Linked DNA regions of Mus musculus: regions 1, 2, 4 and 5 are each linked to region 3. A link is a contact called in public Hi-C, HiCAR-type and HiChIP or PLAC-seq data. All regions are on one chromosome and are shown on one strand. Each heading gives the region's core, a stretch centred on a gene start, on an enhancer-like site or on the middle of the called end of the contact. The rest is flanking DNA. Distances are from core to core; before and after follow the strand shown.

Region 1 (5,340 bases), core at 1,060-3,559, 330 kb before region 3:
TACTGAAAGAAATGTTTGTTGTACTCTTATTAACCTTCTTTTTAGACTATTGTAACCTATATTTTAGCATAATAAAATTTATTTGACAATTTAACGGGTATTTTTCTCTGATAGTAAAGTCAGGAAAGTTCCTTATTTGCAAATTCTGTCTTGTATAAACCTAGTTCAGAAGGGAAAGGATGGTTGTATACATGATAGGCAAGCTTGGCTTACTCTGGAAAAGAGCTGTTGGCATTTTATCTTACTAAGTAAATTCATGTTCACCTTCTACCTGGCTCTCAAAGAGAACTGGTCCCAAGTCCTCTTTTTCAAAGACTAATAAATATGTATGTTAAAAACTTAATGACATTGAAGTAACAGGGTTTAAATTAGAAAGGCCATGGGCATTAGAAAGATAACTTAGAGTTATTATTTTTTTAATGGAAAGCTTCATCCATATACATTTATAAGTCTTGGAAAAAAGAAACTGTATTTCCTTCTGTTATTATGTAACAAATTGCATTTATTAAAGGTGGAACAAAGAATTGGCAACACTGTAAAAGTGAACTCTAATTTCTTTGTCCCCTAATCTCAGTGGGGACTAGCTGTATTGATGGAGAGCAGAGTCACATCAGCTGATGTCAGTTATTTCTAGCATGCCTTTTAGGAAAAGATGTTCAAATGTCAACCGTGGCCCTCTCTGATCTGTAGTCTTGCTGCTAGGGACATCTGGAACTGGTCATCTCAAATAGGTAGATTTTTCAAATACATTTTGGTGACATTATTTTCTGTTTAAATAAATCCTTTTAAATCATTAAACATTTAAATGATTAAATCTACACTAGTTGGAAAACATGGGGATCATTGCTTTCCCTGTGTCTGAGGTATGTGGTATATGCACTTCGTCTGAGGTCAGACGAGGGTGTCAGGTGCCATCTGCCTCTGCTCCTCCTTGTCCCCTGAGACTGCCTTCACTGAACCCTAGGGCACTCAAAACGAGCAGGGAGCTTCATCTTTGATTTTGGAGAACCTCTGACTTCCAGAATTGTAAGGTAACTAGTCTGTGCCGCTTTAGACTGTCGCACTTTGTGGTCATCCGTTAGGGCAATAGTATATGCAGGAAGTGAGGTTAGGAGTGACATATGATTGTTATTTTATGTACAAGGGTTCGATCTCTGTATTGAGGGTGATAGACAACTCTGAAAGGTTTTATTCTGAGAAGAATTATGATCAAATTTGTATTTTGTACAGGTAATTGTGGCTTTCTTATAGAAACCATTCAGTGTATTGATAACCAGTGACATTGAAATGACGAAAGAAGGCATAAGATCAGTTTGGGACTTAGATAATGATGGGGTGCTGCTGAGATAAATTTGTGACCCCCTAGCTTAGTGACCTGTGACACCACCTTATTTACTGTTCTGGCCCCACTGCAGGCCAACAGACTGAGGGACTATGGGAGTGGTGCTGAAAAGTCTCAGCACCCTGTGGGTGGTCCTGATGCCATGATGCTGAAGGGCCATCCATGCAGACTGACCTGTGTGAAAAGGAATAAGCTCTCCACACCTGTGTGGTCTCTTCATTACCTGGGCTCCATGGGTCAGGCTACCCGAGTGTAGCAAGCTTACATCCATTTAACCTTGGAAAGATAGGAAGTGGGGTGGGAATCACCTTTATCAGAAAATAGCCTGATAGTCATTTGATGTATAAATAAATGGTGATCTCTTTAAACTTTAATTCCTTCACGGTATCCTAATGATAAAGAATCAATGAAGCAGAAATACCTATTTTATGGCTTTTTGGAGAAGTTGATGTTCCAAAATTGATTTTCACAGTCTCATGAGAATTTTAAAGAAATATACTTAAAATAGTATTCTGCATGAAGATTATGTTTTTTTTTTTTAATCTTGGGAGTTGTATGCTTGTGATAGTCATTCAAAAGTAGTTTTAGAACAGGATATATAGAAAGTTAAATAATTTTAGAATTAGAAATTTGAACGATGTTTGATATATTTTTGACTAAGAAAGCCAAACTGAATATTCTTTCCTCATTGAAATGCTCCTCATGTCTATGCAGCACACACTTTGAGCATACCTTAGTTCTCTTGTCTAATATAGCCCACTTTTGCAATAATACACTTTCCGAATTCCCGTCACTCTTTTCGTCACTCAGAATGGTGTCAGTGTGGTAGAACACGCATAGAACAAGCTGACTGCTTCCGTGCTTCTTTACCACTGCTATTAACATGCCCATGAACTGCCTTCTCCTCCTGGGACTAGTGATGGCAAGCCTGGGCGTCGTAGCCCCGCTGCATTCCTTAGCACTGACTCTTCAGCCAGTGTTCCTGGATGAGGTCATTGAGTTGATGCTGGGATGCTGGCAGTTTGCACAGAGCAATGCTTGAGGTGACGGAGCACTTCAGTGAACGTTCCTGAGGAAGGAATCGCTAGCTCCAGCACAGACTTCAGCACTGATGCCCCTCCGAGAGAGGCTTGTCCCTCCGCTATGACATCATATTGTCACAGTTGCTGCTTTTTCAGGGATCCTGCTGGCACCTTGCTGTTCACCTCCTTTAAATCTCTCTCAGCTTCTGCTCTAGCCCAAATTAAAATCTGTTTAATTCTTAATTGAGTTGAGTTTTGACTAAAATCTGGACAGATGATTCATATAATTCTAGGTAATGAAATATATGTAAGGTAGTAAATTAACTTTTGTCACCCTGTGACAGAAAAACTTTTGACAGGACAGTCATTCTTAGCAGCTTCTTCAGCATATCAGATAGACTAGTCTTTCAAAGCCTTGTGGAATTCCCAAGTTAAGAACAGAGGAAATATTGAAGTTATCCATCTGGAGTCTGTCAGAAACATTTGACTTCAGACACTTCAGAGTTTTAATAGCAGAATCAAGGTCACAGAGGATCAGAAGACAAATGGAAGAATAAAAATCCACTTTCAAGTCCTTCTACATCTGCTAACATGCATCCTTCTAAAAATGGTATAATTTTGACCTAGCATGAAGAGGCTGCTCTAGGCAAGCGCTCTCTCTCTCTCTCTCTCTCTCTCTCTCTCTCTCTCTCTCTCTCTCACACACACACACACACACACACACACACACACACACACGCACACACACCCCTACATCCCCACATTCATTCACCTCTGGAGACTATTCTTTCTGTCCTGTCACCTTCTCTCCGTCTCCTGCCCTCCCTTCCTCTCCCCTTTCTGTTCTCTTTTTACTTTCCTTTTTTTGTTGTTGTTGTTTTTTGTTGTTGTTGTTTGATGTGATCAGCAAGGATTCATTGATCGCCCATTGTATACAGCTGTGCTGCTAGTAGCTCTTTCATAAACTCTTTGTGGAGAGTTAAAGTTTGTAGAGGGAGAGCTCTGGAGAATATGGAAAGGGAAATGAGGGTGTGCTCAATTATAAAAACTATTCAACTGTTCGAATTGATAACAAATAAAAAAGTATGAAAATGTGCATCAGAAGTATAAAATATCAGAAGTATGGAATGGGATGAAATGCCCCACTACAGCTAAGCAGTGGCATGGGCAGTTTGCAAGTGTGCTTGGGGATTAAGATTTAAAAAATTAAACAGTGGGGCATTGACTAAGCTGCTGAAAATATAGGAGACTAGGATCTGAAAAATTCTTATCAAGCATATAAATAAATGCTTGATCTTTTCATTTTACTAACAAACACAGAAATGTAACACATTAGTATTTATCTGAGAGGATGTGGGGAGACTACTAGAGGATTATTGAAAGTCAATTGGAGGGGGAATTATCTTTCAACTGTGGAAAAGTATTTGGTAATGCAATAATTAAGACACCTAGTACATTAGAAATTGGTTAAAACTCCAGGCTAGAGAAATGGCTCAGCGGTTAAGAGCACCAACTGCTCTTCTGAAGAAGTCTGAGTTCAAATCCCAGCAACCCCATGCTGGCTTACAACCATCAGTAACAAGATCTGACTCCCTCTTCCAGAGTGTCTGAAGACAGGTACAGTGTACTTACATATAATAAATAAATATTATATGTAATATAATAAAAAAGACAACATGCATTTTTTAAAAGAAAGAGAAAGAAAGGAAGGAAGAAGGAGGGAGGGAGGGAGAGAGAAAGAGAGAAAGAGAGAAAGAGAGAAAGAGAGAAAGAAAGAAAGAAAGAAAGAAAGAAAGAAAGAAAGAAAGAAAGAAAGAGAAAGAGAAAGAAAGTCAAGAAAATCAAGAAAATGAGGGTAAGCTTGCTAAAATTCAACTCTTAAATGGACATTTCAGAGCTTGGGAGGTCACGGGAAAGGACCACAATTGCTTATAAATTGCCTCAGCCAGAATAACATTTGCAAAGAAAACTACAACTGCCTCTTATTTTTCTTTCCAGTACTAGGTATTGCATGAAGGGCAGTGTGCTTGCTAGGCACCCAACCCACAACCCTGCCTCCTTTTCATCTTTATGTCTTTTTGAGACAAGGTTTTCCTTATTGCTCTGGCTGGCTGTGAACTCCTTGGCTCAAGAAATCTTCATTGACATTTCATGTTGATAAATGGGCACACCCACATAAAGTTCATTCTGAAGTCAAGTTTTTGCAAATTTGAAAAAGATAGCAAAATGGTATCGATCACTTACATACCCAAGAAAGCGTTTTGTGCTATCTTTACTGTTTTATTTTCCTCATAAGAATTACACATAACTTGAGCATGGGCAGACAGGAGTCCTGCTCTGGAAGAGTTTACTGTGGCATCACGTGGCATGTGCTGTTTGGTGTGGGGTCACTTGTGCTCCATTTACTCCTGCTTTCTTTAGTCCCTGTAGACATAACAACCCCTGTAATTAGTATAAGGTCAAGGAACAGGGCATGACTTTTTGTCCTGATAGTGCTTTTTTTTCCTTATTTCAAATAAATTGAGTGATCCACCAGGTGCTTCAGGTCATGCTGTAGATTCAGTGTCTTCTTCTGAAATATACATATAAAGACAAGAAAATTGCTTCATAGAAGCATAATAGTAAAAAGTAAAAACATTTTATTAAAAATTAGCATAGGCATTAAGGTAAAATATTAGTAAAATTGAAAGTAAGCCAACATTATAGGCTTTATGTGAATCCCATTGCAGTTTGTAATAATACATTTAAAAGTGGGATTGGTAATAAATGTACAGAAATTAAACCTGAAATTAGTAAAAAAAAATTATTGTGAATAATATATTAGCTCAGCTGGGCGTGGTGGCGTGTGCCTTGAGTCCCATCACTCAGGAGGCATAGGCAGGTAGATCTCTGTGCATTGAGGCCATCCTGATCCATGTAGTGAGTTTCAGGTAAGCCAGAGGTACATAGAGACACCCTGCCTCAAAAACAAAATCT
Region 2 (5,121 bases), core at 1,622-4,121, 440 kb before region 3:
GGAATTGTGCAGTTTAGTTGTTTCATCCACTCTCAGAGTTGTGCTGCCATCACGACCAGTTTCAGAATACTTCCATCACCACAGAAGAAAATCTAATCCTTCTCAGAGATCATTCCCCATTTCTCTCCAAATTCATTAGCCCTAGAAAACCACACATCTGTCCTGTAGCTCTAGTTGGACTATTTTTAGACATGTCATGTGAATAGAATTATACAATATGTGGTCTTTTGTGTCTTAATTTCTTCGATGTACAAGGTGTTTTCAATACAGATAATGTCAAATGTATAGATCAAATGGGAGGATCTTGCCTTATTAACACATTAATTCTTCTACCTTTGAACCTGAGTCTTTGAGGAGCTTATTTATAATTTTGGCTTTTTAGTTTGAAGAACACATGTTTGGTTTTAAGAAAGATTTCTTCCCGAGTGTCTTATTCTTTTATTCATGTTTCTGTAAATGGAATTGATTTTTTAACAATTTTTGGTTTGATTTTTCTGGTATGTAGACATTTAGCTGACTTTTTAACACTGATTGTGGTATGTATGTTAACGCCGTGCTGGTGTGACTGAATATGTGAACAAAGCCACTTAAGGAGAGAAGCATTTATTTTGGCTCATGCTTTCAATGAGTTCCTTCCATTGTCCTTTGGCTCTGTTTCTAAGCTCATGGTAAGAGAATAAGTATATCATAGTAGGAGTGTTTTGTAGAAGCTGCTCACCTTGGAAACCAGGAATCAGAGATAAAGAACCAGGAATAAGCTATTATCTTTAAAAGCACATTCCAATGACCTACTTTGCCTACCTAGGCTCCATCATCTAGAGTTTTCCAAGTAGCATCATTAGCTGGGGAGCAGGTTTTTAACATAGGAGCCCATGGAGGACATCTGCTCCTTGTCTGTAGTACTTGGTAATATAACACTCAATTCTAACACTTGCTCAAGCCTTCATTTGGGTCTCTGTTTGTGAAGTGGTATCCTCTGCAAATGGAAATCATTTCACTTCTTCCTTGTCTGGTCTGATTAGTTTTAGTTTTAGTTATATGTGCATGTGTGGGTATGTACATGTGAACACAGGTATCTGAGGAGTCAGAGGTGTCAGATGCCCTGGAGCTGGAGTACAGGCTGTCGTGTGCCATACCTCACTAAGAAATGAACTTGGGTCTTTAGGAAGAGCATTGTACATTCTAAGCGCCATCTCACAAGCCCCCTATCCCAAATGTCTTTTATTTTACTCTACCAGTCCAATGTCTAGAGCCTCTAGTAGAACATCAGTGCAGTGCACATCCTCAGGTTCTTCCTGACCTTTGGGAGAAGACATCATCCCATTTTTCCTCCCCACTGTCTCCAAGAGGGTGCCCCTTCCAACCAGGCCTCCCCACTCCCTGGGACCTAAGTCTCTTGAGGATTAGACGTGTCTTCTCCCACTGAGGTCAGACCAGGCTGTCCTCTGGTGTATTTGTGTTGGGGGCCTTGGCCTGGTTGGTGGCTCAGTCTCTGGGAGCTCCCAGGTGTTTGGGCTAGTTCTTCTAGCCCCAACATGTTTACTTTTAAACAAATTAATACTTTTGGATTTTTTGTAATGTCAATATACGTTGGAGACACCCCACTTTAAACTTGAGATGCCTGGGACCCTTGATGACAAGGGAGAAAAACTTGCCTGGGGTACCATGTTTCAGAGCATGAGGCTATGGTCTCTTGTGGGCCCCAGTATGAGTTCAGAGAGGTCCCAAGGTTGCTTCTTTGGTGCAAGCACCTCATGATGTCATTTCTGCAATTATTCTTAGTACTTACCATTTTTTTTTTTTTTTATCTATTTACTGTTCTTTCTCTCTCTTCCTTCCTTGATTAAGCCGGTATTTGGTGACCTGGCAAGACATAGTAGGAGCCCGCTTGATATCCAGAAGCTAGATGTTACCAATAGTATTAAAGTGAAGGCTGTTCATGAGTTCACGAGAAATGTATGTTATAGTCATTCAATAATACAAGTAACCTAGAGTCACAGGCAGAGATGAGTAAGTCTGCAGCTGTTCACCCAGCCTTAGTGTCAATTCTGTATAATAAAAATAGGATAGTTTTATCATAAAATTGAGGTTGGAATAATATACAGATATTTCCCAGAAAGTCAGCAATGGGTTCCTCGGGGGTTGTGGTAAATCTCTTTCCAAATATGCCCTAGCAATGAAAACACAACACAGTTAATATATGCTGTGTGCCTAGATTGGGCAGATCTACCGCTATACTACCATCTTCTCCATCTATCGGACTCCTTAGAACTTGCAGTTTCTCCAGGCAATGTGCTTCTGCTCCTCTTTTCTTCCTCCTCTGCATCCTCTTCCATTTCTCCTCCTTCTCTCTCCTACCTTCTGCTCCACCTTCCCTTTTTATCTGCCCAATCATCAGCTCTCCTTTATTTTACAAATTAAGGTAGGAAGCAGGAAATCACCTGAGTGCTGACTCATTCCTTCTTTGCAGCCACTCACAGGAGGAGAACAGATTTAACATCAAATATAATTAGCCCCAGGGCTATCCACAACACTCGGGTTCAGGGATGATGGTGGCAGCCCCGTAGGATTAAGTGAGGCTGTTTTTGTAGACAGACAGATGGGGTCCTGGATGTTTGATCTAGATTGCAGATCCAAAGACTGAAGGGTTAGCAGTATGATCTCATGTTTGTCCTTTTATGAAACCATACTGTCTCATACATGTCTGAGATACTGACTTTGTAACCCCAATACTGCTGTCCCCAACCTCACCAGAGACTGGGGGTTGGGAGATACAAAAAAAATTGTGCTTGCTATAAAACTTTTATGTTTGAGATTGTATAGTTCCCTTTTTTCTGTTCTAAATCTGTACTACTCTGTGTCATTAGAAAATGTTGGCACAGGAAAATAGAGAAGCATTTACCCACCCTCTGTGAACTTTGGGATTCCAACTTCCTTGTATGATTTCAATAAAAGACTGGGGCTGAGTCAAGTCTAGGTGAACCCCCTGACTTCCGAGTTCAAGGGCTCCCATGTCAAAAAAGAACAGCCTGTCAGTATTGTATGTCAATTGTACGTTTTCTTATTCACCTACCAGGTATCCCTAGTCCTTGATGACCCCTGACTCTTGTCGAAGCTGGACCCTGGGAAACATAATCAGTTAATTTCCCAAATTCTATTACCTAACTCTGAAATGCAATTTGTATTTTGTGACTCAACAACAAAAACATACATTTGGAATATGTGTTGGTGTCATATTAATTTGATTAAAAAATAATTACAGGATTTAAGATAAATATATGAATTGATTTAAATAATTTGATGTACTTTATTTTACATTGTATTTCCTCTAAAAACAATTTTGATGAATTATATACTGCTCAGGTTTGTTCACAATGAAGAAAATCACTTCCAAATTTGAGAAATAAAGCAGTATTCCAAGTTAAACAAACCAACCAACCAACCAACCAACCAACCAACCCAACAACCCAGTGGGCCATCCTTTTGACTGGAGGATAAACTTCCTTCTAACTGACTCACGTCTGTGTTCACAGATATGTGCTGACTAGCAGGCTCACGTGCACAGTGTGGAGGATAAGCTATATCTTACAAAATGGGATTTGGGAGTGACCTGAAGAACTCACAGGAAGCTGTGTTAAAGTTGCAAGACTGGGAACTACGGTTGCTGGAGACAGTGAAGAAATTTATGGCTCTGAGAATAAAGAGTGATAAAGAATATGCATATACTCTACAGAATCTTTGTAATCAAGTTGATAAAGAAAGCACTGTGCAAGTGAATTATGTCAGCAACGTGTCCAAGGTAAGAATGACCCCACTTGTTTTGTATAGGGTCACATTTGTCCTTTGAACAAACATCATATTATAGAACGAGCATACCCATGGCAACTTGCAGTGTTTTAAATTTTCTCTTAATACTGTCTCATCCGCATCCTCTAAAGGATCTTTCTGTGTGTGGTGTACACATGTATGCACAGATCGGGGCGTATGTAGGTGCACACACCTGAACACTGCATGTGGAGGCCTGAGGAGCATAGTGGTGTTTTGTATAGCTTTCCAGCTCAGTCCTGAGTTAGGAACTTGGTTAGGTTTGGGCTTAGCCTAGATGCTAGGCTGTGTGGGCAGCAAGCTCCTGGGATCCACCTGATTTTGCCTCAAAGCCCCGGGATTGCAGGCACATGCGGTCAAGTCTGCCTTTGTTGTGTGAGTGGGAGTTGGACCCAGGTTTTCAAGCTTGCACAGCTACCACCTTTCCCTACTAAAGCATTGTCCTCATCCCCGTGCCCTCTAAATTTTTATGTGCTTATTTTAGAATTCTTTCAGTTCAGAATACATTTTAATGTGGCATTTGATATTATTATTAACTGTAGTTAAATGTATTATTTGACCATTTGCTTTCTTTTTGTTTTATCTTCCTTTAATTCTTTTCATTTACTTACCACCTTTAATTGAGATTTTCTTAAAATTAATTAATTAAAAGTTTGAGGCAAGGCATACGTAACCTTGGCTGTCCTGAAACTTACTCTTTGAAGTTTGCAGTAGACAGTACTTGGACGGCCTAAAGTTATTTTTATTTTTAATCTCTACAGTTTTTCCAACCTCAGGGTGAAGCTTACAATCATGAGGTGAAAGGAAGAGGTAGTTTTGTCAAGAACAAAAACGATAAAGGAATTGTACACGACCCAGTGATTCTCAGCTGGGGTGCTAAGAACACAGTAGAGAGGCCAGCTTCTTAAGTTAAAGCGACAGGAAAACCGCATAACCACACACTGAAGAATGAAAGGCAAACATTGCTCATCAGCTACAAAATTCAGCCCACAATGAACTAAAGACAAATGCGGTTTCTTACATAGCTTTGATTTCTCTGATGCTTGTGTGCAGGTCCCATGTTAACGAGTACCTGGTACACATCTGTTAGGCACTCCTTTCTGTGTCTTCCATGTTTCTACTTAGTGTGCGCCTTCTCCTTTCCTTGACCAATAGGAAGCAGTCATAGCAACTGTTCTATCATGTGTGCTACTTAGTGTCATTCCTGTCCTCCTCTCCATAGTGCTGGGGATGGACCTAGGGCTTTGTGTATGCTAGGCAAGCATGCTGCCTCTGGGCTCACTCCCCACCTCAGCT
Region 3 (5,358 bases), core at 439-2,938:
CTTTAAAAAGAGTAATAATAAGGGTTAGATGGCTGTCAGATTTAAATACTCATACCCTTTACTTCTGCAACTGTACGTCTGGATCTGTGCTCCAGAAATGATCACACAGGTTTTTCCCCCTTATTAAAACAGTGTCTGAGTCTTGGGATAGAGGCAATATACTAGAAGGCAAAGTGGGGGCTGCTCTTTTTACATTACAGTCTTCCACACCGTGAAATGTTCTAAAATAAACGATTCAGAGCTTACAGTTCAGCATCAATCAATCAATACGTGAGTTAGTTACCTTTAGTATAAAGCATAACTTTCAACTGCAAGCACTGAAACGGCTTTCAGTAGGAATACTTAATTAAAGTCCATCAAATTAAAGAAATAGGATGTACCCTTAGATAGAAAAAGTATTAGGGAGGCCTACATAAAACGGGAGTCTATGTCCAAGATATATAATTAGAAGAAGCAAGCTTTACACAAATGTGCTCAGCATAGCCCTCACCCCCATCCCTGAAGGAGACAACTCTGCATGTGTGTGTATCTTTCAAGATGCGTTTGTGAAAGCACTTGGAAAGATGACCACCAAACCGAAATACTGGTGGGGCACTGAAGGATGAAAATAGTCACATATTAGTATTTATTTAATACTTCTCTCTTTATACTGCTGAATTTTACACGGAGGGTGCATGTCTGTAATAGAAGAATAAAATTATTTCATATAAAAAGACATGAAATCCAGAAGACAATCACAAACATGTTACGTTTATTTCTGTTATTTTTTTACGTTCCTGTATACACTCATCAAATGACCTGTTAAGTCTTCAGCAATGACTGCCATCTTAAAAGAAATAATAGCAAATATTTCGTGATAAAAATAGAGTAAGGCCTCTTTAAAAAAAAAAAAAAGAATCGTATACTTGACAGAATGAGGATCGTCAAAGCAGTTGTCTATGTAGACATACAATTTTTTTTTTTGTTTTATTTTATTCAACTTGGTCTGGGCAGCTTTCAACTCACCATTTTTAATGTGCGCAAAAAATGATAAACCTGGAGGCATCTTGGGGTGGGGGTGGAGGTGCGGGTGGGGGCGGGGAGGGGAGCCCTGAAGGTGCCTCTGACAGGCGTGCTGGGGCCTAACGCTGACCAAGAAGACGGTAGGCCACTGGCACTGCCTGACAGGGTGCCTGGGCCTCGGTGACAATCGGGGAGGACGCAAATCCGGGAGGCAGGGATGGAAGGCGTGCCGTGCCGGGCCGGGCAGGGGCCCCGCAGGCCTAGTGCGCCACGGTCCTCCGCGGCGGGCCTGAGGGTGGGCGGCACTGGCGGGCCGCGAGGGGCAAGGCGCCGGGTCCTTGACCAGGGCACCAAGGACAGCAGACAGCCGGCGGGAGCGAGCGGGCGGCGGGCGCGGCGGCTCGGGCTAGAGCGCGGCCCCGGGCGGGATGGCCGGAGGCCTCTCAGTCGCCAACCCCACCCACCATGGCCGGCCACGGCTCGGTCCGTTCCTCGGAGACCCCCGAAGCCGAGGCGCCTGGGCAGCGGCTCCCTCACCCAGATCCGCTCTGACAGAATCAGCCAGAATGGAGAGAGAAAAAAATAAAAATTGCCCTCACCGAGATGTGCAGCGGCTCCAGAGCGAGAACAGCGCTCGATCCTCCACCCGCCACCACCGCCTTCTTCTCCGCCTCCGACTCCTCCCCCGCCGAACGCGCAGCGGCTGCAGCGGCGGCGGCGGCGGCGGCGGCGGAAGCAGAGGTGGTGACGGCGGCGGCGGCGGCGGCGCGTCCCGCCCCTTGCGCTGCGAAGGAGGCGGAGGAAGGGAGCGCTTTAGCCCCGCCCCCTGAGGGCGCAGCCAATAGACTTCACGGCCCTCTGCAGGGGGAAAAGCACGCATCCAATCGCAGTCCTAGAAGTAGGCCTACGTCATGGTTGGACGTGGCAGAAAAAGGGAAAATAACTGGGGCTGTCTCTCTGCCTGGCGCCTGCAAGCTCTCTCCCAGGCCCTTCGCGGATTGGCCGAGGAGAGTGGAGACGCGCTTGGCTCCGCCCCCTCTCTGGCCCTGCGCCCGCCCCTGCAGCACTGCGACGTTTGGGCGGGGGCGGGGCGCCGAGGCCCGATCCACTGTCAGGCCTTTTGTGGTTTGGCTGGGAGAAAAGGGCGGGGTCTCCCGAAGGGAAGGGGGTGTGGAGAGCTGAGCGCAGGACTGGCGCAGTTACACTTCTCCCTCCATTCCCGCATGCCCCCCAGCAAAATGGAGGTGCAGAATTCGGTTCCCAAGGCTGTGAGAAGTTACCCAGTATTTGCAATTTGAAGTACAAGAAAAGAAAATCCGAAACCAGTTGCAATTCTGATAGCAGCGAGGGAAAGAAACGTACGAAGAGCTTGTTTGCTGTGGTTCTCTGTGGTGCGTGGTACCCGCCCACCACTGGTCAGACCCTCGCCCTGCTCTCTGATTCTGTTTGTATAAAGCAGCTATAGGTGAGATGTAGATTTGGCCTGACCAGAGTTTAGCAGCTGACAGCTAAGTTATATCGGGTGTCAGGCTCGGAGTTATCAGCTCTCGTCTCATGCAACCAAAATAAATACAACAGCTGGAGTCCCTGGACACCTTGCTTAATTTAAACCCAGTCACAGTTTAAGTTCGTTATGTCAGTGATGCACATGTCCCCTTTTCTCATCCTGAAGCCTGCCTGCTTCTCTGATTACAGCCTAGCTCTCTTCTCTTAACTCCCCGCCCCCACCCCCAGCTTCATCACCCAGAGCTCAAAAGCCCAGGATATATTTATCACGTGGCCTCCCTACCCACACAGATTAAGAGCCCCACTTCTTGTGATGTCCTTTAGCTGTAAAATCTGCCAGTGAACTGAAACTACTTTTTCTACCATCGATGTAAAGAAATGATTCGACATTTCCCATAAAAACACGAGAAATTGCTAGACATTTTGTGAAACCAAGTTTAATTCCCAGAATACCCCAGTAGCATATATTTTACCCGCCCCCCAAATTACTCTTTTACATGTCTCCAAGTCCTTGCTCTCTTGAAAGAGAATGTATATTTTAACTAATTTTCCTTTAGAGTCTTGAAGATTGGTTCAGTTGAACACACTAACAGGTTGGCAGGTGCAGGACTTCTCAAATCTCAATCATTTCCATACCATGTCTGGGTATACTAGAATGAACTACAATCCAGAAGGGAGGGCGCATCTGTGAGAGGTTTTTCTGGTTAGTATGATGTGGGTGAATCCACTTCTAGTCTGGATCTTTGAGTTGGGAAGACATACTCCTGGTTAGATCTTGAGATGGGAAGACACAGGCTTTTGATCCAGATCTTGAGGTAGATAGAAAGGCATACCTTAAATCCAGATCTTGAAACAGGAAGACACACATACCTTTAATCTTGGCCATACCTTCTACTGGGCGTATATAAGGATGGGGAAGAAGAAAGGTTTTTGCTCTTTGCCTGCTTGCTTTTGCCTTAGTAGCACATCCATTCCTTCACTGGCCTTGGAGCCTTCTTCCTCAGGATTCCAGCATCAACAGAAGACCAGCTCAGACACCCAATCTGTGGGACTGAGCAACTACTAGATTCTTGGACTTTCTGTTCACAGATAGCATAGCTATTGTTAGATTAGTTGGACTGCAGTCTATAAGTCATTTCAATAAATACCCTTTATAGATACATATACATTACACACACACACACACACATATGAAAGAAAGATTCGTTCTATAAGCTCTGTGACTCCAGAGAACCCTAACTGATCAGAACTAAACCCTGAATCATGAACTCCTCCTTAAGAGGGTACAATATCAAACATTATCAAATATTATATGCCTATATAATAAAGACACAGTACTCAAGTGACATTTTGCTGTGATGTCATGAAAGGATAGAAAAATAGACCCAAAATAGCAATCCACTTTCTCACCGTGTGAGTCATTGCCTCTGATCTTGCCATCGTGCCCCAAGTACAGTCATGCAAGGCATCGCAAGTGATTTATGTTGCAGTCTGAGAAGTTCTGGGATGGAGCCTTAGAACATGAACTCTAAGCTCAGATGGAGAGATTCTCACACGAGCTCCTGCATGTATAAATGTTGCAACCCTCTTACCTCTCTGGCCTGGATTTACTATTTTTAATATGTGAAAGTAAGAGTACCTGCTTATACATTGTTGGTACAGATTAAATAACCTACTCCATGAGACACATATCATGCCCAGAATGAAGTACTAAATCCCTATGAGTTTATATACTATATTATTGTATGTACATGAGATAATAGTACATATTAATGTAAATGCACTGTTGAGTGCATTGTTGATTGCGAAGTTGAGAAGCATTCCCTAACACAGGAGGGTTGCAGGAACCACATAGTGTAGTGTGCTCTTTATTTTTTCGTTAATGTTGATTTATTTTATGTATATGAGTACATTGTCCCTGTCTTCATACACACCAGAAGAGGGCATTAGATCCCATTACAGATGGTTGTGAGCTACCATGTGATTGCTGGGAATTGAACTCCAGTTCTCTGGAAGAACAATCAGTGTTCTTAATAGCTGAGCCATCTCTCTAGCTCTGTAGTGTGCTCTTAAAAAATGCTCATCAAAACAACAACATCTGTATTGCCTGATGTGGTGGTTTGAATAAGCTTGGCTCATGGCAAGTGGCACTATTAGGAGGGTGTGTGGCCTTGTTGGAGGAAGTATGTCACTGTGGAGATGAGCTTTGAGGCTTAAACTCCACCCAGTGCAGATGAGACTTCTCCTGTCTGCCTTTGGATCAAGACATTGACTTTGGCTCCTCCGGCACCAAGTCAACCTGTATGATTCCATGCTTCCCACCTTGATGATAATGAACTGAACCTTTAAACCTATAAGCCAGCCCCAATTAAATGTTTGCCTTTATAAGAGCTGCCTTGGTCATGGTGTCTCTTCACAGCAACAAAACCCAAACTAAGACACCTGAGAACAGTTTCAGGCCTGAATCAGAAACCCCTATGATGAGCAGCTGTATTTTAACCAATCTTCCCCGGCGATCTTGATACACATATACTTTAATAACCCTGGGCATAAGCTGAAAGAGGACCTGTGCTCTAATCATAGTCTCAGAGGGAAGCCAGCAAACATGGTGGGAGTGTGTGTAAAAGAAAATGTTCTTTTCTATGTAAGCCAGCATTTCTAAACTGCTGTTATGACCCCGTCAGGGATTGAACCACCCTTTCACAGGAACCCTCTAAGACCATTGGAAAACACACATATTATATTACAATTCATGAAAGTAGCAAAATTGCAGATAAAAAGTAGCAATGAAAATAACTATGGTTGAGGGTCACCACAACATGAGGAACTGTCTTGAAGGGTCACAGTGTT
Region 4 (4,863 bases), core at 371-2,870, 480 kb before region 3:
CTTTCTAATGATAATTATGGCAGGAGAAAATAACATACTTGAATAATAAAATTACAGCGATGTGAGTAGTCAGGGGCAAAGGAAAATTAAGATTAAAATATGGCAGAACATGGAGGTACCTTTGGGAGGGCAGCACACATGGTAGCCAGCGCTTTGGAACTAGAGGCAGAAACATCAGGAGTTCGAGGCCAACTTGAGCTACAAGAGATGCTGTCTCAAAAAGATGCAAAGTTTTAAAATTTTTTAAAAATGTTTATAAAATCTACTTTAAGTCAGGAAAGTAGGAGATAGAACAAGAGTGATTCAGCCTTCATCCATCTGCCATCCGATGGTTCTCCAATGCCTTCTGGGCAGGTAGAGATGAGAACATAGGAACAGGGAAAAAGTCTCAAATGAAAGCAAAGGGCAAAGATTCTTGTAACTCACAATCCTATCTTTACTTAAATTGCAAATGTTTATAATAACAGTATTACTCAGTTGTGCTTACAGGGAGTGGTTAAAGAATAAACACATTCTACAATTATGAAGATAATTAGGATATCACGAATCCATGTGCTAAATAAAAACCAAAGTTGCTTCATAATGTGCAATGTTTTTCAGCTGCTTGTCGATTGACATGAATAATATAGGCGTCCCAAAGGAGATGGCGCAATGAACGCAGAGAAGGCTGCATCAGGTGGGGAGGCAGAATTCGTAAGGAACCTTGGTCTCCTAGGGATCATTCCACACAAATTAGCCACGTGCACTTTACGTTGGAAGCAATGAGAGACGGCAGACAATGGTACTTTACTATAGGGTTTCAGATATCCGTTTTGATCACGTTAGGGACTCTCCTACATATTGCTTAACACAGCGAAGGAGGATTGGTTGCCACTGTCCACAGACTGGAGTCTCACTGTATTTACTAATACACCTTCCCGCTTGAGTTCTCATACTTGTTATTTCTCATTGGTTTCGTCGTATCACAGCTGAAATTATATTTTGGGGAAGCTTTTATTTTATTTTATTTTTTCACTTTCTACTCTCTATCCTCTTTCTTTAAGGGTCTCCCTGTTTTAAGCACTTGACCTTGTGATTAAAAATACTGCTTTTGTAGTTGTTTAGAGTCCATTTGCTCTTTCGAACTCCAACCAGCATTTCATCCTCCACTGAGGAAGTCAGTGACCGCCTCCGGAGTTGGATGATGCAGGGGTGAGTGTTTATCTCCTGAGCCTGCAAGTATTATCGATAAATTCCAGTTTAACAATGTCAGGCTCAAAACCAAGTTCCTGGTATTCTCATTCATTTTCTCAATTCTGGCAATACTTTGGGAAATACTCATCACTGATACTGCAGACTGGAAAATTAAGGCAAATGTCTGACGGCCCCTCCAGACGCAGTTCTGGGTCAGGGAGCCAGCCCTGTCCCTTTCCCATTGCCGCGGGCTCAGCTCGGTGCAGAATGAATCTGGTTTCTGCAGGGGAAAAGGACACTCCGGGCCGGGGTGCGGCTAGCACTGTGCGGGCGTGGACAGCACTGTGTCCACGCGTTAGAATCCCGGTCCGGGTGTGGAGACTCCCGACCCACCAGCCGAGTCAGGGCACTGAGCATGCTTGGACCAGGCCACGGAGATGCTCCGCCCATTTCCGCACCACGCTATGGCCGCTCTAGGACGCTAAAGGGTTTCTGCTCTCGCTGCTTAGGGCTGGGCCGGCCTCTTTGGGCGGGGTCTGGCCTGGGTCTGTGCGATGCCTTAGACAGTCTTGGTCCTGGGATCTGGTGTGGTGCAGCAGAACACCCTGTCTTGAGATCTTGTTCCTGTACTGGCTACCCCTGCTAAGTGTTGACTTCTAAAAAATAAAATAAAATCTCAGAGAACTTGATCAGTTGTGTCCCTAAAATTCTACCTTTTGCTGCATGGGAAAAACAAAACACACACACACACACACACACACACACACACACACACACACACACACCCCTCTTATTATTTTCAACTGATTTCTTGTATGCCTTGATTTCGGGCTCAGACTCTCGCTGTAGCCGCCTTCATATAGAGAGAGATGTGAAAGCTGCACCTAACCACAGTTTCCTAAGTCGTGGGTAGGGTGTGGGATTGGGGCTTCCGTTTTACCTCTATAGAAACCCAACAGGCTTTCGAGGAGGTAAACATTAGCTCTACTGCCTGCCCAATGGCCTCCTCCGTTAATTCAGAGCTTTATAATTGCATGGCTACGGAAAAGACTGGGGGTGGGGTCAGCATTACAAACTTTAAAGACAGTGCTATTGAACCTGTAGCGTCACCACCAGAGCCTCAAGTATGGTCCAGCCACTCGTCCTCAATAAGCTAATTAAAAGAGCCAAAATAAAAGTGGAAGGCAGGGAAAAAAAAAAAAAAAAAAGATGTATTCAACATGGCCACATTGGGAAGAGGGAAAGAGATCCAGAGAGTTTACCAAGTCCACTTTTGGTCCACCTAGCTTACCAGGTCACAGCGTGACTTCCCACACAATTGAGCTGTCAGTGCTTGAGCTTCAGGCCTATCCTGTAAGGTGGTAGGACAAGTTAATGGAACTGTGTAAAATCAGGTTTCCCTTCTGGCTGGTGCCTTTCCCTTCTTCCAATATGAGATTCCTAGGGAAAAGCCTCTTCTATGCATAGGGATGGTCTATCACTTGATCAGTCAGATAGACTGAAAGACATGATTATTTCTTCAGAACACTGTCTTAGTTAGGATTTCTATTGCTGTGAAGAGACACCATGACCACAGCAACTCAACTCTTAAGAAGGAAAACATTTAACTGGAGCTGGCTTACAGTTCAGAGGTTGAGTTCATTATCGTGGTAGTAGGAAGCACGGTGGCACACAGGTAGCAAGGGATCTGGAAAAGGAGCCAAGAGTTCTACATCCGAAATCCACAGGCAGCGGCGATCCAGAGAGACACTGGGCCTGGCTTGAGCATTTGAAACCTCAAAACCCAGCCCCAGTGACTCACTTCTTTCAACAAGGCCACAATCCCTTATAGCGTCATGAGTTTTTGAAGGCGATTTTCTCTCAAACCATCACAAGCATCTTCATTTCTGTTGGCCAGCTGTAGAACTCTGAACACACGTCTCACCCATTTAGAAAGTTGAGTTTACTCCATATTAAAGTAAATAGAGTGGGCAAGGGAAAATGATGGGTAATGTTTATTTCTAAATGTGCTACCACCAACAATAAAAGAACCTTTGGTGGTTAGGTGTATTGAGGTGACATACAACAATTCTTAGATGTTCTGCATGAGAGAAGTTTCTACATTATGAAGACGATTTAGAGGATTATATCAAGATGGTAAAACATGAGTCCTTCAAAAGCTCACTCTTGGCTCTAAAGCCTGTTGTCTACTTCCTAGGTCTTTAAAGAGAAGCCTCATTTTACTCATGAATACTAACACCAAAGTTAAATACTTCTTTGTGTTTAGGTAGATATAGGCAGAAACAATCTTGCATAAGTTAGCAGAGAAGCAGGGTGGCTTAAATAAACAAGAGGAAACTAATAATGAGGCTGATGTTCCCAACTGTCTAGCAACCCCAAAGAATTCAGATTAATTGGAAAACCTTAGAGCTGTTTCAGAATACTTATTAATGAGCTTACTATATTATCCATTTTAAGAACCTGTCTTGGTGTTCTTTTATTCTTCTTAGTTATTCCCTGTAATAACTTTTCTCATTTCATTGCTGTGAGCATAATGATGTTCTTTAGTATGTCCAAGAGACTTTTCAGTGTCGGAATATGCAACGACCTGAGTTTCACTCCAGCCACTTGAACGAGTGATAATGAGGTATTCTCCTTCTTACATTTATGCTTCCCTTCCAGGCCTGTAATTTCATTTAAAAGTTGATATTGTTCTTTCAGATTTTCTGTTCAATAATGAAATGCACAGCAGTGACTGTTCCCCTAAGGACAACTTTTAAGTTTCCTGAGAACCACGATAAGGGCTGTGCAGCACATTTGCAATATGTCACTTGGGGACTTTGAACACAGTGCACTGGGAAGCCGCCTGAGAGGGGAAATTCCAGATAGTAATTTGTAGATGAAAATCTATAATGGGGCACGATTTAGTGGCTAGCAAATAGAATTACAGGACAATAGTGAAGATCTGCTTGCCTGATGATAGTTATCGGTAACATTCAACCTTGGCCCAACTTTGTAGGAAATGTTGCCTGGGACACACAGACAGCAGGCACAAGAGTGTGCAGGACGAGAAGTGAGAGAAGAATAAAATACCAAAACCCCAAGAATAACAGCAAATGGTTACAGGTCATTTATTCAGTGCCAGGCGCCATGATAAACACTCGAAGCTATCCCTTTAGCTCTCCCAACAGCTACAAGGTGGGTGCTGATATCACCGTCAGTTTAGAAGTGTGAATATTAAGTGATTGTCAGACTTAGATTTGTCTGGCTTGTAGAGAGATAGATTTGAATATCAGCCATCCTATTCTCTATTTGCAAACAGTTTTTTCTTAGCTGCATGGTGAGGCACAACTGTAATCCCAGAACCTGGACGGATAAAGTAAGAGGGTCATGAGTTTGAAGTCAGGCTAGGCTATATAAAGAGCCCTACTGAGCTGGTTTGTTTTTCTTTTAAATATATTCTGGCTATTTTTACTCAAAGCCTCCACTACTCCACTGAATTGTAGTGAAGTCGATTCCTAACTGGCAAGAAAGCTTAGGAATGGTTATAATTGAGACCCTTGTCCTGAATCACCCTGTTTTAAGCAGCAATGCCCACACCAACAAAGCTGTGTCACTATAAATCACATATTTGAATTCTCTCTGTCTCTTTAAAAATATATCTGTAAATAGGGCTAATAGAAGTGTCTATCCCACGGGGGGGGGGGGGTT
Region 5 (5,364 bases), core at 771-3,270, 420 kb after region 3:
ATGTTCTCAAAAGGGAACTTCAGCAGATAAATATATTTCTTCCTGTGCTTTCCTTAAACTGAGTTTATAGATGTGCTAGGAGTCTCCCGGGGCAGATCTGAATGTGCAAATCTCAGTACCGCTCTAAATCTGCAAATCTTGGCACTTGCTTTTTTTAGATGTCAGTTCTGAAACTTTTCAACAAGTTTGCTGTGGAGAGTCTCGTCCCTTCCTCTCTGTCCTTGATGCACTCCCCTCCAGATGCCCAGAACATGAGTGAAGTCAGCCTGAGCCCCATGGAGATCAGCACGTTCCGTATCCGCTTGCGTTGGACCTGACCCAGACTTGAGCAGAGAAACTCCGGCTTTGTTACCGTCCTTGGTTTAACGTGCAATAACTAAGCACATTACTTTAGCTTCTGGCTACTGTGAGAACATGAATTCTGTGATTCTGTTTTTTTGTTTTGTTTTGTTTTGTTTTTTAAACCAATCTAGTAAGAAAAAGCCATGCTTTAAAAAAAGGTTTCTTTCTCTGAGTTTGTCCCACAGCTACCGTTATCAGTATGAACTGAGGTAACAAAAATGAAGAACTATTGAAAGATAAGCCCTCAACAGACTGCATCTCAGGTTAAATGCTAACTATGTTTGCATTGAGGGTTGTAAAGAGATTCTCTAGAAGTATTCTTATCTCTGATCATGTTTTATTAAAAAAATACCCATTTGACTTAAATAGAAAGAAAAATCAGAAGTTGGTAGGTAACAGCTTAATGGCCAAAGTAGTTGTAATCATTGATATAAATTTGAATATTTTGTATGTTAAAATAATGTGGAAAAGTGCAATCCCTCAACCCTTATGATAAATGTAGTTGGTTTTCATACTCTTTTCCAATGAACCTCTTGGCTACCCTTTCCTACCCACACATTTAAAAAAATAAGTGATAATTTTAGTCGTTCACCAGTAGAAAAAGAGGTGTATTTTCATTACTTGACAACATGGGATGGGTGCAATTTATTCCATTGTCACTGAAACAGAAGAAGCAGTTCCACTTTAGGTACCACAAGGTGTCTTTCTATACAGCTCATTTGAATACAGGTGTTCCAAGGTGGGGTTTTCTATTTTTAAATTACCATATCAAAAATAAATGTGCCTTATTTTTTTATAAGTCTTGTTAAATCTTATTACTGTCCATATTACTGTTTGGGAGGTGGGGTATTGGGAGGTTGGGATAGGGGGTGGGTACTTTCTATGACACATAAATTATGTAAAATTTTTTGCTTGATAATGCTGGCCACATCCTGATCTGTGTCATTACATTTGTGGTGATGTTACTCTAAACATTTTGACTATTTGAATGTACTGAGATGTCAGAAAACGAAACAAGGGAGAAAAATATTGCTAATTAAAATATGCTGCTGCCAAGGAAACTGCAAGTTGAAGCAAGGATTTCGTAACCCACAAGATCCAAGTACTTCTTGCATTTCACAGTACTTAACCGCGTTAAAGAGAGAATGCTTTAAAAATAGACTGTTTTCTAAAATCCTCTGTGTGTAGCTCATCTTATGTTCCTTACTAAAGAACACGTTCCAAACATTTGTGTGTGGTAAACTCAGCGTGTTAGTCTAGCCCATGTACCATCATGGGACCTTTGAGGTCATTTGAGATCATTGTTTCTGTAATAGAATAATAGTATTTAATTTTGGTATAGAAAGAATGCTTTGGCTATATCCACTTTTGAAAAATTCTCCTCAGTGTCTTAACCTAATTTAGTATTCTTTGACTTTAAACCTCCACTTACCTCTTACCATTCCAGTACATTACAGAGAAAAGCATTTCTGCCTCACTGTTTATTCTGATCGTCATCTGGATTCTTCCTCAAGATGCAGCTCCTACATTCGCTGTTCTGTTGAGTTCCTAAAATCCTTTGCCTATAATCATTAAGGAAATACCAGAATGACAGGACCATTGCAAGGGTATAATTTCATGCAGTAAGCATGTGACGTACATTCCCTTCCTCATTTGTTGGGGAATAAGCAACTGAAAGTACAACAAAACCACTTCCTCCTATAACCTCTGCAGACGCTAGCTAGGACGACCAAGCGCCAGTCCCACGAATATGATCTATTTTCTTGTTGTATCTTAAGTGTATGCCTTCCTGTGGATGTTCACTGTGCTCTGTGGTTAAGTGGCTATGCTTAATCACTACAGAAGTTCTGATGAGGCCAAATGAAACCAGTGGCTGACATAAATAATAAACAAAAACAGCAGACACAGGGGACCCACTCTGTGTTCTGGCCACCAGCTCCTTATTCACAGGTGAAGCAGAAACTCTATGTAACCAGCAAGCTTCTGCTTTTTAAAGTTATTTTCACATTACAACACTGGGGAAATGAAGAGAGGGTGTCTTTTGCTTTGGGTTATGGTCAGAAACTGGTTTCTCTGGCACACGTGGGCAGTCAGCCACACTTCAGACCTGACAGCGGGGGAGGGGGGGGGCGGTCTGTTTAGTTAGGCTTGGTACATCTGTTATCACAGATGCTCAGTGGACCAAGACTGTCTCGCTACTCTCTCCCCACTCTCTGAAATTTTAATTTTGTTTAGAGGTGCATGGTTCAAATATCAGCATTCTAAAAAAAAAAATTGATTTAAGAAAATGCTGTATGATGTTAGAAGACATTGTAATTATCATCCCGTGTCTTTGCTGTACTCGTGCTGAAGTGTTTTCACAGTCCTTTGTCTAGAAGAAAATGTTTACTTTCATTGTGATTATTTTGCTCATTGAAATCAACAGGTTTTGATATTTTTCTCTTGGAAGATTTTTATAACTTTTTGGGAATATGTAATATAAGATCTCTAATAAAATATAATCTTATCCTGTGCATTGTCTTCTGGAGTAATTCTTAATCCTACTTTCAAACAGATCTATTAACACTTTTATAACAAAGAAGTAGAGCAAAGCAGCCGAGGGGCCAGGTGGCTGTTCTTGGTTCTGCTGTGACAAAATCAGCTCTCTTCAGCCCAGCCCTAGTTAAAAGGGTGGGGGGGGGGGGGACAGGATGAGGGTGTGTTCTGTGAACAGGTGGTAGATGAATATTAGTGAGTTCACATCTGTGTGTGATAGATTAAAGGAACACTTTGGTCAGATTCTAGATATGGAAAGAACAGGGCAGAACAGGATATGAAGGTAAATCAGCACACAGAGCTAAGAAGGCCCTTGTAAATAGATCCAGAAAATAAGGCCGAAGGAAGAGAGAGTTTCCGATGCTGCTACTGCCCTGCCCGGGTGAATGCACAGCAGCCATGGCTGAGGAGCACCTTCAGAAAGCGCCATTGGCTGAGGGCAAAGAATACTATCCTGAGGCTCCACAGGTGATGTGCTAACTGGAAAACTTTGATTTATTTCTGGTGGCATGCAGTAAAATGTACAAAACAACAACAACAAAAAACAAAAAAACAAAAACCAAAAAAACCATTTCCCTGGGGAGGTAATGAAAACTAAGTCCTTGGCTCTGTAGGTTTTGGTTCTTCTCTCTCTCTCTCTCTCTCTCTCTCTCTCTTTCTCTCTCTCCATATATATATATATATATATATATATATATATATATATATATATATATATATATGTATATATATATTTCATGTAACTATGTAACTTTGCCTTAGTAAATATATATATATATTTTTTTTACTGTTTTAAATAGTATTTTTAATTGGGTATTTATTTCATTTATATTTCCAATGCTATCCCAAAAGTCCCCCACCCACTCCCCTACCCACCCACTCCCACTTCTTGGCCCTGGCGTTCCCCTGTACTGGGGCATATAAAGTTTGCACTACCAATGGGCCTCTCTTTCCACTGATGGCCAGCTAGGCCATCTTCTGATTACTATGCAGCTAGAGACATGAGCTCCGGGGGGCGGAGGGTGGGGTGGGTATTGGTTAGTTCATATTGTTGTTCCACCTATAGGATTGCAGATCCCTTCAGTTCCTTGGGTGCTTTCTCTAGCTCCTCCATTGGGGGCCCTGTGATCCATCCAATAGCTGACTGTGAGCATCCACTTCTGTGTTTGCCAGGCCCCAGTATAGTCTCACAAGAGACAGCCATATCTGGGTCCTTTCAGCAAAATCTTGCTAGTGTATGCAATGATGTCAGCGTTTGGAAGCTGATTATGGGATGGATCCCCGGATATGGCAGTCTCTAGATGGTCCATCCTTTCGTCTCAGCTCCAAACTTTGTCTTTGTAACGCCTTCCATGGGTGTTTTGTTCCCAATTCTAAGAAGGGGCAAAGTGTCCACACTTTGGTCTTCGTTCTTCTTGAGTTTCATGCGTTTAGCAAATTGTATCTTATATCTTGGGCATTCTAAGTTTCTGGGCTAATATCCACTTATCAGTGAGTACATATTGTGTGAGTTCTTTTGTGGTTGGGTTACCTCACTCAGGATGATGCCCTCCAGGTCCATCCATCTGCCTAGGATAAAGCCTTCAGTATGTCACCATCAGCATTGAGAACACTCCCAATTCAGACTGTGAGGACTTCCAGGTTCAGGCTTTGGCTCCACTGTTGTCCTCATTCTTGGGGCTATCCATTGGCTGCCAACATAACCACCAGATGATCCAGGCCTGTGTGTAGGCATCACAGAGTCCTTGGTAGAAAGAGTTTCTTGTTTTGTTGTTTGTAGTGTGTCTTAGCGTTCATGTTGTGGGCTGTCTTTAGTTCTCATGCCAGTGATTTCACTGAGGGTCTAGACATAAGAAACTGGAGAGCCACATGGGAATGTGGATGGGCCCTCATAAAATGGGGATCAGTGGTTGTGGCAAAGGCATCTGGAAGATGAGCCTGCTTTGGATGGGCGTTGGCATCTCCACGTCAGACAGGCCACACACTGCAGAAATGCATTGCCGAGGAAAACCAGATGCAGAGGGGAACTCCAGAGGGAAGCTGAGACTATTTCACTTGACTTTCAGGCAAGATTTCATAAAAGAAATGATCTTGTAATTTGTAAAGGATTAATCTGATCTTAGCAAGCAAAGACCAGAAAGGGTCTTTAACAACTGGGAGGAGTTTCCACTCCCTGCAGAGAGCTAGGAAACAAAACTTGACACGGAGAATTGCACATAGTAGCCACTGGCCTTGTGGGTCCTGGGTATTTAAAACATAACAAGTGCCCTTCGTTCACTGAGAACCACAGTGTTTTGCCCCTCTTCTGAAGCCTGTGATAGTATAAGTGAGCAGACCAGACAAGCATGCGCCAAGTTTGAGGCTCCAGTCCTTCACCCACTGTGGAAGTCGGACCTGAAGCATTGGCTTGTTCTGGAAACTTGTTGGAACCAGAAACCCTTGCTCCCTACCCCAGACCAAGGAAACTGGAATCTGAATTTTAACAGT

Evidence for each region. Hi-C and Micro-C count contacts between places; a contact is called where the count stands out from the background. HiCAR-type assays count read pairs that join an accessible place to other places. HiChIP or PLAC-seq counts read pairs in DNA pulled down with a chosen protein or histone mark.
Region 1: a Hi-C map of adipose-derived mesenchymal stem cells shows a contact between it and region 3, with 2.1 times the contacts expected there. The contact joins the enhancer-like site here to the promoter of Pja2 in region 3. A contact is called at or near these places in 4 of 39 promoter capture datasets (the 3T3-L1 cell line, 3T3-L1-derived adipocytes and hippocampal neurons), 1 of 15 datasets of contacts at CTCF or cohesin (the NIH/3T3 cell line), 1 of 484 Hi-C or Micro-C datasets (adipose-derived mesenchymal stem cells), 2 of 115 datasets of contacts at active chromatin or transcription factors (the NIH/3T3 cell line and forebrain) and 1 of 9 other capture datasets (adipose tissue).
Region 2: a contact with region 3 is called in an H3K4me3 HiChIP or PLAC-seq map of bone marrow-derived macrophages, with 2.3 times the contacts expected there. The contact joins the enhancer-like site here to the promoter of Pja2 in region 3. A contact is called at or near these places in 3 of 39 promoter capture datasets (the 3T3-L1 cell line, hematopoietic stem and progenitor cells and neural stem cells) and 3 of 115 datasets of contacts at active chromatin or transcription factors (acute myeloid leukemia, bone marrow-derived macrophages and embryonic stem cells).
Region 4: a contact with region 3 is called in a HiCAR-type map of embryonic stem cells, with 4 times the contacts expected there. The contact joins the enhancer-like site here to the promoter of Pja2 in region 3. A contact is called at or near these places in 2 of 39 promoter capture datasets (the 3T3-L1 cell line and frontonasal cranial neural crest), 4 of 484 Hi-C or Micro-C datasets (LSK cells, hematopoietic stem and progenitor cells, liver and 1 more) and 7 of 115 datasets of contacts at active chromatin or transcription factors (bone marrow-derived macrophages, embryonic forebrain, embryonic stem cells and 3 more).
Region 5: a contact with region 3 is called in a Hi-C map of B cells, with 24 read pairs. The contact joins the enhancer-like site here to the promoter of Pja2 in region 3. A contact is called at or near these places in 6 of 39 promoter capture datasets (the C10 cell line, the HPC-7 cell line, hematopoietic stem and progenitor cells and 2 more), 1 of 15 datasets of contacts at CTCF or cohesin (CD8 T cells), 4 of 484 Hi-C or Micro-C datasets (B cells, macrophages, peritoneal macrophages and 1 more) and 2 of 115 datasets of contacts at active chromatin or transcription factors (CD8 T cells and memory CD8 T cells).

Annotation. Positions count from the first base shown.
Region 1 is chr17:64,001,337-64,006,676 of GRCm38.p6, forward strand. The region is part of intron 12 of Fer (fer (fms/fps related) protein kinase); the gene reads left to right. Among named protein-coding and RNA genes, the nearest start is that of Gm52300, 34 kb to the left of the region's middle. Within about 2 kb of position 2,310, at least 83 of the 459 cell types and tissues checked have an H3K27ac peak or open chromatin away from gene starts, as enhancers often do. A contact at or near this core is called in the NIH/3T3 cell line and adipose-derived mesenchymal stem cells, where this site is marked.
Region 2 is chr17:63,892,485-63,897,605 of GRCm38.p6, forward strand. It overlaps Fer (fer (fms/fps related) protein kinase), which reads left to right. Exons shown (of 19, transcript NM_001037997.3): 2 at 3,534-3,799. The coding sequence starts at 3,593. Among named protein-coding and RNA genes, the nearest start is that of Fer, 31 kb to the left of the region's middle. Within about 2 kb of position 2,872, at least 9 of the 459 cell types and tissues checked have an H3K27ac peak or open chromatin away from gene starts, as enhancers often do. A contact at or near this core is called in bone marrow-derived macrophages and embryonic stem cells, where this site is marked.
Region 3 is chr17:64,330,195-64,335,552 of GRCm38.p6, forward strand. It overlaps Pja2 (praja ring finger ubiquitin ligase 2), which reads right to left and starts at 1,689. Exons shown (of 10, transcript NM_001025309.1): 1 at 1,602-1,689.
Region 4 is chr17:63,848,136-63,852,998 of GRCm38.p6, forward strand. No RefSeq gene overlaps it. Among named protein-coding and RNA genes, the nearest start is that of Fer, 13 kb to the right of the region's middle. Within about 2 kb of position 1,621, at least 303 of the 459 cell types and tissues checked have an H3K27ac peak or open chromatin away from gene starts, as enhancers often do. A contact at or near this core is called in bone marrow-derived macrophages, embryonic forebrain, embryonic stem cells and 3 more, where this site is marked.
Region 5 is chr17:64,752,256-64,757,619 of GRCm38.p6, forward strand. It overlaps Man2a1 (mannosidase 2, alpha 1), which reads left to right. Exons shown (of 22, transcript NM_008549.2): 22 at 159-2,855. The coding sequence ends at 317. Among named protein-coding and RNA genes, the nearest start is that of Dreh, 12 kb to the right of the region's middle. Within about 2 kb of position 2,021, at least 140 of the 459 cell types and tissues checked have an H3K27ac peak or open chromatin away from gene starts, as enhancers often do. A contact at or near this core is called in B cells, CD8 T cells, the HPC-7 cell line and 6 more, where this site is marked.